Regions from separate parts of the Mus musculus genome. Here all the other regions are linked to region 2. Evidence: chromatin contacts called from public Hi-C data. All regions are on one chromosome and are shown on one strand. The core of a region is the stretch at or near the end of the contact, and the rest is flanking DNA. Distances in the headings are between cores, read along the strand shown.

Region 1 (4,401 bases), core at 938-3,437, 82 kb after region 2:
ACAGGGCCAAAGCCTGGTGCCAGAGGTTGCAATGACTTTAATATTGCTAGTCATAGTGAGAAGGAAGTAAGGGCATGGGATAGATGGGTTGGTGTGTTATAAAAATACTAGGTGCCCACATCCAAATGCTAGCTAAACGATGAGATCAACATGCTTCACAAAGTGGCTTTGTGTCTTAGGGTTTCTTTGCTGTAAAGAGACAACATGACCAAGGCAACTCTTATAAAGAAAAACATTTAATTAGGGCTGGAGTATAGTTTCCAAGGTTTAGTCCATTATCATCATGGCAGGAAGCATGGCTGAATCCTGGCAGACTTGATGCTGGAGGAGCCAAGAATTCTACACTTTGATTTGAAGGCAGCCAGGAGACTATCTTCTAAACTGGGCAGAACCTATGTGTAGGAGACCACAAAGCTTACCTACATATTGAGACACGTCTTCCAACAAGGCCACACCTCCTCCAACAAGGCCACACCTCCTCCAACAAGGCCACACCTCCTCCAACAAGGCCACACCTCCTCCAACAAGGCCACACCTCCTCCAACAAGGCCACACCTCCTCCATCAAGGCCACACCTCCTAATGGTGCCACTATGGGAGCCAGACCTATTCAAACCACCACACTGCAGTGATGTTTGGTTTTACTTTCTAGGTCACTTCTACCATCTCCCTCCTGTGTTCCTCTTGTCCTTGCTGCCATCCAGTTGTTAGCACTGAGCTGGTATCAACTGATACACAACAACAATTTCGCAGGAAAATCCCAAGGGTTGTTTTTATTGGTCACTTTTTTGAAGAGTGTATGGACACATTAGACCTTTATGTTGGCATTCTGCACCATGCCCCTCCCCCACTGCAGTTCTTAGAGTCCTTCTGTCTCTTTCTCCATGGTGTTTCCTAGGAGTTAGGGGTGATTAGATACTTTCATCTTGATGAATTAAACTTTCTGGATAGGGGTCTCAAATATTTCAAGGTAAAATTTTGAATCATTTGCAAATAGCAAATCACAAAATTTGGGCAGGATATTTACCACACACTAATATGGTTTCTGAATGAAATGAAAATTTAGGCAGTGCCAGAAGAGAGTCCTACTGATGGAGTGGGTTTTTTTTTTGTTTGTTTGTTTGTTTGTTTGTTTTATGTCCCTTTTGGAGATTGTATCTTACTGTATAGCCCAATTCATGACTTTATTGCTCCGTGATCCCAAACACTACCTTTATAATCCTATGTCATGATGCCTGGCTGATCCAGTGACTTTTGACAGACATACGTGATGGGTACATCCACAGATCTTAGAGTAAACTTGACCTTGGAGTAGTATTTTCTTCATTGGTGGTGCAGTAAAAATTCCAAGATAAGGCTATTCTCCCTGCTGACCAACTGACTCAGTGTCAAAGGAAAGCCAGAGACCTGGGATGCCCATGAGTTGGTGTGTCTATAGCTCAAGTACAGTGGTCTCCTCCTGCCTAGAGTACACATACACACACACACACACACACACACACACACACACACACACACACACACACCTCCCAGTCTATTTAAGAGCTGTGCTTATAGAAAAGGCCTGTGCTGTGTTTCCTCAGGGATCTGGACTCTAGCCAGCTTCCACAGGAAATACCACAGAGTGACAAACATGCTCCCTGGCCTTCTCCACCTGGAAGATAGGTCCCATGGGAAGAAGGTGCCCCAGACAGAAGCACCCATCAGGAGGGGTGCATGTTTATACACTACACAGTGTCCACACAAGCTCTGCTGTCACCAGTGCTTTGGAGGGGATATTGTTGTACTGAGTTCAGCCAGCCAATGGACAGGAGGGGCAGGGAAGACACCCCATGGGGAACCTGGTTCTTTCTTCACACAGAACGGAGAGAACAGGGAAGGAATGCCATCACATAAAGTTTACATTCAATGTGCAAAGAAATCAGTCTGGAAAGAGCGATTTCAAAATGTAAACAGCAGTTATTCTTGCCTAATGGAGCTGCCAGTAATGGCTGTTAGCTTTGCTTAGCTGAGTTTTATACACTCTCTTCAGTGAACAAGACCTGCATTTGAAGAGGCATATGAAAGCAGAGTGGAAGGCATTCATTAAATTATCTCCTACTCCGTGCACTGGGGAGCCTCACCTCATCTGGTCCTCACTTAGTTCTCTGCAACAGGCAAGCCCACGCACGGCCCCATCAAGTTGAGAGGAAGGAGAGTGGAGACCCGGACTTACATCACTCTGTGATGGCTTATAGTTTTCCTGCTGGGTGTTTCCCTCTCGCTTGGCTGAGATGTCTGCCCTGAAGTTCCCTCACAACCTCCAGCTAATGACTATTCTTCTGAGACAAAGATTCATACTCAAATCAGGAGAAGGGGGGGCTGATAACTGCTTTGTCCCTGTTATGGCTTTTCTTTGAACAGAGAAAGTTTAGATACTAGAAGACATTAAGTAATTTGCTTAAGACTGCCCAGTCATAACGTGGCAGGGATGTTGCATAAGCTAGACCATGTGCTTGTAGAATCCTCACACTTAACTGTGAGTTAAAGCCACCTCGATGAAGTAGTCAGGACTCCCTGAAGACAGCATGGATGTGGCGGTCTCAGCTCCAGAGCTGTGGTGAATCTCTCTGTACCTGGTCTAACACTGGCTAATGTGTGTTAGAGGCACTGGCATTGAGAAGAAGCTTCAATGACTGTAATATTGACTGTGTGCAAAAGAATTAATCAAAAGTATTGATAATGGAGGCTAGCATTCTCTGCTGACAAAAAAAGCACAATATTCTTTAATAATTTATATGATAAGGGGCATTAGAATGAATGCAGTGATGTCAAAAGATTTAGATACAGAAACTGATAAAGTATGTGTGTATATGAGGATGTGTGTAGCCCTATCCCCACTGCTGGGGTCAGTGTGACCCTAGACAGAGTACTGTTAATGCCTAAATCTCAGTTTCTCAATACCATTTTTAATTAAAACTTACTGAACATAGCTGAAGATACAGCTCAGTTGCCTGTCATGAAAGAAGGCCTGAATTCAACTCCAGTGCCACATAAAACTAGGCATGATGGTGAATTTCTGTAACTGCAGCACTCAGGAGATGGGGGAGGGAGAACCTAAGAGTCCAGGACTAGCCTTGGCTATGTAATGAATTTGAGGTCAGCCTGGGCTACATGAAACTCTGTCCGAAAAAAAAAATTACTATAACGTTCTATAGAAATAACTGACTGAAGCAAGAAACATAACAAGATAAGTTATAGAATTTCTGGTAACAAAATTAGGACTTTTTCTTTGTTTCTTTTTCTGATGGGGTCCAGCAAGAAGCACCAAAGCCAATGTCAGGAGGCTCCTGCTGGCCAAATCTAAGACAGCTCGAGAATTAAAGGAAGTAATGTTGAAACAGACTGTGATTCATTCTACAAAGTAAGAACCCACCAATCAACAATGGCTTAAATAAATAACTACACTTTGAAGTAGAATGCTAAGTGATCATTTTAGAAGGAATGGGTTGCATTTTATAATTATTCATCAATATTAATAATTGGCCTAGGTAGATGAAAAATTAACAGGTGATGGCTCACTGAGACAATAGACATGGACACAGTCTCCCAGTCTTCCCCACAGAACACTAATCACATCCTAGTGAATTGTTATGAACATATGCCAATGCTTATTAGATGCTTATTAAAATACCTTCACAGAGACTTTAATGAGCATCTCTGTGGAGAAACTGGCCAGCTACCCTCTGTACCACATGAGAAAAGTTTACATGAGAAGAAATAGGTTTCATCATCATCATCATGTGCCTTTGATACTATGTATTAAGATGAACACATTGTCCTTCCTGTGACATTCCGATGACATGCATGGAACACACATAAGCTAATGACGGAACCTCAGACAACCTCGAACTGAAACACATTCGTCCTGCTAACAAGGATGAACTTCAAGAACAGCAAAGCCATGAAACATAGCAAGACTAAATTCCTGTTTCAGATTGAAGGTGACTAAAGAGACTTTTTTTTCTTTTTCTTCCCTCCTTCCTTCCTTTCTTTCATTCACTTTACACCCCGATTGCTACCCCTCCTCTCCTGTTCCCTCCACCCTGTTCCTTCCCCCATCCCCCATTCCCCATCTTCCTTTCCTTTGGGAAGGTAGAGACCCCTTGCCCTCAGCCCCAAGCATCTCCCTACACAGGCACATCTAGTCTCTGCAGGGCCAGGAGCATCCTCTCCCACTGAGACCAGATGAGGCAGTCCAGGCAGGGGAATGTATTCCACCAATAGGTAACAGCTTTAGGGATAACCCCCGCTCCTATTGTTCCTGACTCATTATGAAGATGGAACTGCACATCTGCTATGTATGTGCGGGCGGAAATAAGGGTGGGCTATATTCTGTACCCTCATGAAGATGGAGCTGTAA
Region 2 (4,399 bases), core at 591-3,090:
CTTGAGCTACCCAGAGTTAGTTGGAAAGGTAGCATCATAGCTGGGTGCAGCTGTTTCTGTCGATATCACAAACGAGCATTTCGATTTGGCTGTGTTCATCGCCATGTTGATGAGATGCTGTTTAGTCCTAAATGCAAGTCTCTAGAAGTTTCTTCATATCCTTGAATTTCTGCCAGTCTCATTGCTTTCAATGAAGCAAATCCTTTCTCACAGCTTCTATTACTTGGCTTTTGCTCTTCAGGATCACAGCTCTGGTGGGGTGGGGCATACCTGACTGGACAGGACCCACAGCTGCTTTTCCACTTTCATAGTCCTTGATCAATGTTAGCTTCATTTGCAGGTGAGCCACTCAGTGCCAGCTCATACTGGCAACACTAGTGCTGGAGATTTGGTGCTTAAGGGTCACGATGAGCAGAAAGGTATAAGATTAAAGCAATCCCAAGAGAAAAATGAAGCCATCGAGATACCCAATCAATAGGAGACACACGAAGCTGTTGCCAGCATAGCACCGCAGAGTATCCCATAATAAACATTTTGTTAAACAGGAGTGCACCCAAGAAAGGCAGTGCAAACAGATAGCATAACAAGTACATACCCAGCCGTACAGTCTGTATCATGATCAAGCATCATTTATTACACATAACTGTGTATGCTGTGCCATTTCTCTATCCCCACATGAAGCTTTATTCACCAGCATCACCACAAGCGTATGTGAAACAGATCTCACAAAGACTGTAATGGCTGTGGTGCACTGGGTAATGTGAACTCTAAGACTGTGTATGTCTAGTCCCTTGTCCACTGAAATACTATGCTTCACATGACCTTATATACAAAATTGGAAAGGAAAAAACAAATAGGTGTTACCGTAGCCTTGAAGGCAGGTGTGAGGAATCAAATGGGTGGGGAACAGGAGAATTTTAAAGCAGCTAAATTATCCAACACAATCCCATGAATTTACATTGTGTTGCTATCAAAAGCACACAGAAGAGGGCTCAATAGATGGCTGATGGCCCAGATGTTAAGAGTACATACCACTACTGTAGAGGACCTGAGCTCAGCTTCTAAGACATCTGCCTATAACTTCAGCTATAGAGGATCCAGTGCCCTTTTCTAGCTTCTGAGAGTGCTATACTCTGTATACAAACCCACACGCGGACTCATATGCAACTAAAAAATCCCACCCAGAGAAGCTTTTGACAATTGGGTTACTGGGGGAGGTCGAGTCAGTTTTCCTTGGGAATGTGGGCTGTTGGACTAGTAGGTGCTCCTATACCCACAAGCACACATAGGCAGCACTATGTGGACTCAGTGAGTTGTTCTTTGTTTCTAAGAGCCATGAAATTGGTAGGTGAAAGGTATGTAGTGGATATATAAAGAAGGAGTCAGAAGAAAGATAATAGCGATAGATTAATCAAAACACATTAAATTCAGGGATAAAATTCCCAAAACAATCAAAAAGAGATTTAAAAAAAAAACAACTTTTTTGAAGACTAGACACAGAAAATAGGCTCCTCCGAGTGAGTTCTAAAACAGTCTGGACTTTAGCCAGCCCTACTGTATCTGCACTGCTCATGGATCATTACGGGAAACGTACCCTCTGTTCACTCAAGATTTCTCTAAAAGTCTATACATTTAAAGAACTTACAGAGGAATCCATAAACAGTACTGAAGCCTAGGCCCCACCTCAGATTCTGATTAGTTTCTAGTGGCCACATGGGTTCTCCTGAGGAAGTCTGATGCTTAAATTCACAAATTATTGACAAAGAGTATGAAATCCCTACCAACACCCACTTCTGTGTTTACCGAGTTAAGAAACAAGACTTTGAACCCTTAGTTGGTCAGCATTACCTAAGCGCACAGACTCGGGCTGGAGAGGTGGCTTAGTGACTGCAACACTTACCTTGCAAGTTTGAGAACTGGAGTTTGGGTCCCTAGCACTCATTTAAATGCCTGTCTAGCATGATAGACCACCTGTAACCCCAGCATTTGGGGAGGTAAGTCAGAGGACCCTTAAGACAAGCTGGCTAGGTTAAGATTAGCAAGGTCCAAGAGCTCTGGCTTTCTGCAAGATCGTGCCTTAGACAATGAAGTTGAAAGTGTTATCTCAGAAGACACCCATCGACAACCTCTGGCCTACACAAACATGTGCACATGCACACAGAACAGAAAAATGTACAACCATAATACATACACACTTATGCAGAGCTCCACAGACTTATTTTACTAATAAAAGGTCAAAGAAGTACAAATGAAATGACTAGAAGCTAAGATCATTGGCACAGGATCTAAGGTTTAATGAGTTACCTAACTGGTCGCAACATTGCTGAAAAAGGCTTAGGGTGCAAAACTGTCAGAGATGCTGAGGGGTGTGTGTGTGTGTGTGTGTGTGTGTGTGTGTGTGTGTGTGTGTGTATGTGTGTGTGTGCATGCTCGCATACCTTGAAGTTATTTTTATTGGCGTGATCAGAAAGAACTTGAACCCAAGTAAGGGTTTGTTTGGCAATCTTGCTTTAAGCAATTTCCTTAAGAGCGGTGGTCACTAAAAACTGTGTTCAGTGGGCATCTTAGGGAAGTGGTTCCCAACCTGTGGGTCACAACATGAGGAACTGTATTAAAGGGCCACCGCATTAGGAAGGTTGAGAACCACAGCCTCAAGGCTTCCTATCTTTTTCCTGCACTTTCTTTCCTGTCTTCTGGATTTCTGCTACAGCCCAGTCCTAGGAAATGGAGTTTCAGGGTGGTCTTGTTTCTCCATGTCATCTCCCCAACACCAATCCCCTGCTATGATTTGCCTCAGTGTACAGGTTTAGGGTTTCATTACAATCCATGTTCTCACCTGGCTAATTGGGTTAAGCAAACCACATTAGGGTAATGGAAGATAATGGATTATTGTGTTACCCTTCTCTGCAACTGACAACATGCATCAAATGTCTGCACAATGCTTCTGTCCATGGCCCAGGGATTCCACAGAAGTCTGCAAGCTTTCTCTATAAGTGTGTTTGCTTTATAGTATGGACAGTGTAACACAGAAAGCAGGTGATTCCTCACACAAAAAGGTTACTGTAATCATGCGCCATTCTGGCTCCAAGGTGAGGGTTGAGGGTGCCCACTGAAATACAGAGGGCAGGGCTCATGCTGATCCCTTGCTGTTTCTACAATGAGAAAGTGGGGTACAGGGAAAGTCAGGCTTCATGCTGGTTTTCCCTGTTCCATATCAACTCTTTGGAAACACAACATGTTAAAAGTTAAAAAAAAAAAAGAAGAAGAAGAAGAAGAAAGGAAGGAAGAAAGGAGGAGAGGGAGAGGGAGGGAGGAAGGAAGGAAGGAAGGAAGGAAGGAAGGAGCACATCCCAGGACCAAGAATCTGAGGCAAGTAGATCTCTGTAAGTTCAAGGTCAGCCTGTTCGATAATGAGTTCCAGGCCGACTAGCTCTACATAATGAAACCCTCTATGGGAGGAAGGAAAAGAGGAAAGAAGGAAGGAAGGAAGGAAGGAAGGAAGGAAGGAAGGAAGGAAGGAATTAAAAAGAGGAAGAAATGATGGTGGAGAAGAAGGAAGGGGAAGAGGGGTGAGGAAGGGAGGGGAGGGAAGAAGAAAAGAGGAAATGATGGCTGGTAGAGATCTTGACTCAGAATGAATTAGTAGCTAGAATTTTAAAACAAGATAAAAGTGGCTGGGACTATAAAACCCAGGCTAGGGTGGCTCAAAAATCCCTTCTGTCACACCTCAGTGGTCTATGACATCCAGCCTGGCGGTCTTTGATAGAAGGCAGAGGAAATTCAGATGGTGTCACAGGGAACTCACAGCCTTGAACCAGCACCACAATCCTACCTGAACATCAGACTCACTCCCAGGATGGGGAGTTGGGGAAAATAAGGCAAATTTGAAACATTGAACATTTATCCAAACAAACCGACTTTAAAGACTATTTTGACTGCAAAAATCTGGGAAATGTTTCCTTTCCATCTCAAAATAGTGTTAGAGGTCAGAGGAATACGATTATAGCAGTCCTTGAAAATAAACTCTGTTTTATGACTTCTCCTTGGTAGATATGTTCACGACAGACCAAAGAACTGATTCTGTCCAAGTCCAGGGAAGTGATGAGTCTGTTGGGTTAACTTTCAGGAAAATGAGTAAGGAGTTACTCACAAGAAGATGGGTGACTCGAAGACAACCGCAGCACCTAAAAGGCTGGCTGATAACTCACAACAGCTGAGGCCCTAGAGCTCTGTCCTGCAGGCAGCTCCACAAAAGATTAGCATCGTCTTGAACAACTGTGAAGGGTTCCCTGATAGGCCCGACACAGCAAGCATGGAGTTGGCAGGTCTTCTCTTTTCCCCTTCCCTCTTCCGTGCTAATCAGTCAAGATTCCATTCCTAAAGCTAGCCCCCAAGGTCC
Region 3 (4,477 bases), core at 408-2,907, 72 kb before region 2:
AGAAGACCCAGGGATCTTCCCATCTCTGCCTGCCCAGTGTTGGAATTACTAATGTGTACCACCATACCATTCATACCATTTCATGTACAGGCTGAGGATCAAACTAGGGTCATCAGACCTACACAGTAGGTACTGAGATATTTTCCTAGAGGAAGAAAAGCACAGAGCCTACTCCATAAAGAGAATATGTCATATAACAGGAACTGGAATGATCTTCTACAAGACAAGGAATGGCAAGACTTACAAGTTTGTAACAGAAGTCACAAGAGAGTGGAAAGGATAGTTGTAGGTTTTGGAGGCTGCTGACTTTCCTAATATTTGTTAGTATGTATGGTAATAGTGTGTAGTATGTTTTGCTTGACAAAAACCACCCAGCTGCTTTTCAGCATGTATAGATTCCCACCAGAAGGGCGTAAAGGATCCAGATTATAGATTTCTACATTATCAGTGTTTTTGAGTTTTGCAATTCTTGGAGGTATATGGTACTTTTGATTTTCAGTATTATGATACTGAACATATTTTTTGTGAACTCACTTGCTGTCTCTAAACCAATCCACAGTGAAGAGTCTGAGAAATTCTTTTAACCACTATTTTTGGTTGTGTGTTTTCTAAATGAGTTGTAAGAGGTGTTTTTGTTTGTTTCCTCTTCTCCTCCTTTTCTTTTCTCCCTTTTCTTTTTCTTTTGAGACAGGATCTCACTATGTTGCCTAGACTGGCCTCTCAATCCTCCTGCCTCAGTCAGCACAGTGCTGGGATTCAGGCTTATGTAACTACACCTTGTTTGTTAAGATTGTTAAAGGGTCTTTGCTTGTTGGTTTCTATGTTTTTACTCCCTTGACGGCTTTATTGATTCTTTCTTACTTACTTACTTACTTACTTACTTACTTACTTACTTACTTACTTGAGACAGCTTTACTCAGGATCATCCTCCTGTCTCAGCCTCCCAAGTGCTAAGATTACAGGTGTGAGCACCAAAAGACACTCTATGAGTGTTTGAAAAGTATTTTCTGCTTATCTGCAACTTTTCAAAAACTATTTTCTTAGTTCCTTTTGATAAAAAATAAACCCTTTTAAAGTATGAAGTGGCGTGAGTCCTTTTTTGTTGTTGTTGTTGTTACTGTTTTTGGATCCTCTATGAAAACAAATTGGCCCAAATCAATATTCCAAATACTTCCTCTTGTGTTTTCTCCCAGTGTTTGAATATTTTTACATGTTCGTATGGTGCTCAACACGGTGGCCCCCTTTTGCTGTTCCTTTCTTTCGTTGTATAGTCACTCTGTTGACATGGCTTCATTTATTTAAAGTGCCTGGCACATTGATTACTTTGTTCTGAATGATGCTTATCACACATCAGTCGATTGTGCAAGTGTGGGTGTGCTTGGGTCAGCTTCCAGGCCTCTCTGTTCTGTTCCTTGTGTCTGGTGAGCTGTCCTCCCATGATATCACAGCACTCTTTGCCTTGCTGTATTAAATGCCTTGAAATTAGGCCATGTGGATTGTCTACTTCTGTCATTCAGAAGTTGTTTTTGTTGCCCACGTTCCTTTGTTATTCATACTCTCTAGTTGTACAAGTTTGATTGTCCAAGTATCTGGTGATTGTTTGCTTGTTTGAGACAAATTCTCATGATGTAGCTCTGACTGTCCTAGGTGGAGCTCATTATGTCAACCAAGCTGGCCTGGGATCAGAAAACTGCCTGCCTCTGCCTCCAAATGCCCAGCTCTATTTGCTAGATTTTTTTTTTTTTTCAGAATCAATGGTAACTCAATCACTGAGCACAACAACTAACATCCAAATTTATGAGCCATTCTAAGTTAAATTCACCAGTAGTGGATACAAATGGATCCACCACCTGAAACAGGGTCTCTGCTATCTACATTTTTTTTTCATCTCACATTCTCGGGCTCATTCTCCTCTTCTCCCTCTCCATCCATCTTTCTGACCTGGAGGTCCCACCTACTCACCCAGTGATTGGTTTCTTTGTTTATTAGAAGGGTCACAGGAAGTTCTGAATATGTGATTCACTCCTAGTCCCACACAGCCCCTCTTGGGGAAGGTGAATTAGCATCAAAATACAAACAGCACCAGGGCTACCCACAAGACTTCCCCCTTTCTGTCCAATTAAAAGACTCTTATCTCAGATATAAATTGAGCACAGCTATTAACATTTTGCAATTTATAAAGCACAAAAGAGACCTAACACCCAGTCCAAAATTTTTATCAATTAAATAGAACCCTGTCATCTATCTTAACTTAAAAGACTTATAAATCTATATGTTATCACCTGGTTTAGCTTGTATACTATCTGAAAACTATCTTCTTAAATATATTCTCTCAATGCTAAATAGCCTGGGTTGGTTATGAGACTATAATTAGTCTTCAATCCCATCAGAAATCTGAGAATGACCAATATTATCTGAAAATATAGGAAGCCTAGCACATCTTCCAGAACTGAGACAAGTTGTAGAGACAGCTGCCTACCTATACAGCTCCTATATGTCAGGAAGTTGGAGCATCAGTCTTTAGCCTTCTGGCCCAGGATCATCTGACAGACCTTTGTACTGCAGAATTTTGAAGGACTGATTACCCTGACTTGGCAGAGATTATGAGTCGACTATTCCGCATAGTGTGTCCTTTTTCTGGATGGTATTTAGTCTATAGATGAATAGGCAATTTCTGCCCAGTGGCCACCTAGCCACTGTACTACCTCAACTGGAGGTAGAGACACTCAATTTCTTCTTTGAATCCACAAAAGGGGAGCTGCTAAGAGCAGATATGTCTCAACAACAAAAGAATAAATAACATTAAATGTCACATTGTGTGGATTTCTGACATTTTTGAAAACCTATGTAAAGTATGAAAACCTATGTAAAGTAAAAAAGCTATGTAAAGTCATCTGGACAGTTGTCTGTTAACTACTCTCAACTATTTCTAATTAAATTATCTGAAAACACCTTAACAATAAACTCAGAGCCATTAATTTGTTACCTGGCCCTTAACTCACAGGCTTAAACATCTCAGATCAGTTTGTAATGGCATTTACAGAAAGACTGGGTCCAAACCTTGTACTTTTAAAATTTTTTATATCAAAAGAAGAAATTTATACCAATGAGAACCTTGACTCTGTATCAAAATAAATTCTGTACCAAAATAAGAAATTATGACTTCAACTTAGTAACTATTGTAAAGATTTTTACCAAATAGGAATATGGCTACACAATCAATTCTAGCTATTTCCTCCCTGTTTCAATTATGGCCATTTCAAAATTCCCCAGAAAGACAACTAGAATAACTACCTCTAGACTCCCAAGTCCAGGGAACTGGAACAACAACTCTTCATAACTTCCTCAAGCTGAATATAGGCGCTGAGATATCTTCGAGGGGGGGGAGAAGAGTAGAAAAAATAGGGGAGTTGGTTGGCCTTAAGAAGGCCACACCAGCGATTGTTTTAGTCTCTGATGCTTGTGTCCTGATTGGATCTGGCTGAAAGTCCAAGAGATCGGGAGTTCAAAGCAGGTCAGTTCAGCATGTCTGACAATGAGACTCACCAAGGCTGTATATTCTATAATATACAAATCTCAAAACAAAATTTTAGTATCATCAAGATATCTGTATGGATTGAATTAGTCTGTGTAAAGTGTTCAGACTAGTTAGGATGAAATTTTGCTCCAATCATAAGTCTTCAATCGTGCTGTGTAAGGGATGACACAAAGAATATTATTTTGTTTGTTTGATTCACCTGAATCTATTTTCAGGTGGTCTTCCTCTGTCACATTTGATCCATATCATTCTGGAAGGTGTATAATCACCTTTTCTAAAAAATGCAAAGACAAAACTTTCTCCCAAATCAGCATATCCTTGAGCCAGTAACCAGAAAAACCTTTAGCTCGACCTCTCTCCCAGAGAAATGATATAACCACAAAACTCAAAATCACACCTATTTTGAAAATTAAGACAATCTAAAATAAATAAAGTAAACTAAAATACTGTACCAGTCTATTCTTGGGCTTTTTCTATTTAGTCATGCCAGAAAATTAACCCAAAATTCCTGTGGAGTCCACAAACAAAGAATATGAGTTCCCACGGACTTTAATATACCATTTATCTTTATGCTCTTTACCTGGAGCCACAGACATCTATTTATTAATACCTCTTATCTATCTGTTATGCTCTCTACCTGGGGCCAGTAAATTTTCCCTATTCTAGTTTCAAACCATGGGCAAAATTCCCCATGTGATTCAGACAAAATCTATTTATAAATCTATCCTAAAAGCAAATAATCCCAATTTTTAATTAAATCATACTCCAATCAACATCTGCTAAGGAAACAGGCAGCTTCCATTCTCTGGCTCTCAGTGATCAGAGCAGCCTGCACTCAGAGCCCTCTTTCTTTGTTTCAATGTTCCTGCACATGGGACTTGACTCTGCTCCACTTGACAAACCTCCAAGTTTCTAACTAAATTTCAAACTGATAAGCTA

Evidence for each region. A called contact is a pair of places that touch in the nucleus more often than the background predicts.
Region 1: a contact with region 2 is called in a Hi-C map of neutrophils, with 1.6 times the contacts expected there. The contact joins two enhancer-like sites. A contact is called at or near these places in 14 of 484 Hi-C or Micro-C datasets (CD8 T cells, the G1E-ER4 cell line, the HL-1 cell line and 8 more) and 2 of 9 other capture datasets (adipose tissue and liver).
Region 3: a Hi-C map of liver shows a contact between it and region 2, with 1.8 times the contacts expected there. The contact joins two enhancer-like sites. A contact is called at or near these places in 4 of 39 promoter capture datasets (the C10 cell line, liver and neutrophils), 2 of 15 datasets of contacts at CTCF or cohesin (CD8 T cells and large pre-B cells), 11 of 484 Hi-C or Micro-C datasets (the HL-1 cell line, bone marrow-derived macrophages, effector CD8 T cells and 3 more), 3 of 115 datasets of contacts at active chromatin or transcription factors (embryonic stem cells, hepatocytes and liver) and 2 of 9 other capture datasets (adipose tissue and liver).

Annotation. Positions count from the first base shown.
Region 1 is chr2:3,539,592-3,543,992 of GRCm38.p6, reverse strand. No RefSeq gene overlaps it. Among named protein-coding and RNA genes, the nearest start is that of Cdnf, 29 kb to the right of the region's middle. Within about 2 kb of position 2,187, at least 11 of the 459 cell types and tissues checked have an H3K27ac peak or open chromatin away from gene starts, as enhancers often do. A contact at or near this core is called in myeloid progenitors and neutrophils, where this site is marked.
Region 2 is chr2:3,621,567-3,625,965 of GRCm38.p6, reverse strand. All of the region lies in intron 1 of LOC108168726, which reads right to left. Among named protein-coding and RNA genes, the nearest start is that of Fam107b, 90 kb to the left of the region's middle. Within about 2 kb of position 1,840, at least 29 of the 459 cell types and tissues checked have an H3K27ac peak or open chromatin away from gene starts, as enhancers often do. A contact at or near this core is called in hepatocytes, liver, myeloid progenitors and 1 more, where this site is marked.
Region 3 is chr2:3,692,996-3,697,472 of GRCm38.p6, reverse strand. No RefSeq gene overlaps it. Among named protein-coding and RNA genes, the nearest start is that of Fam107b, 18 kb to the left of the region's middle. Within about 2 kb of position 1,657, at least 4 of the 459 cell types and tissues checked have an H3K27ac peak or open chromatin away from gene starts, as enhancers often do. A contact at or near this core is called in hepatocytes and liver, where this site is marked.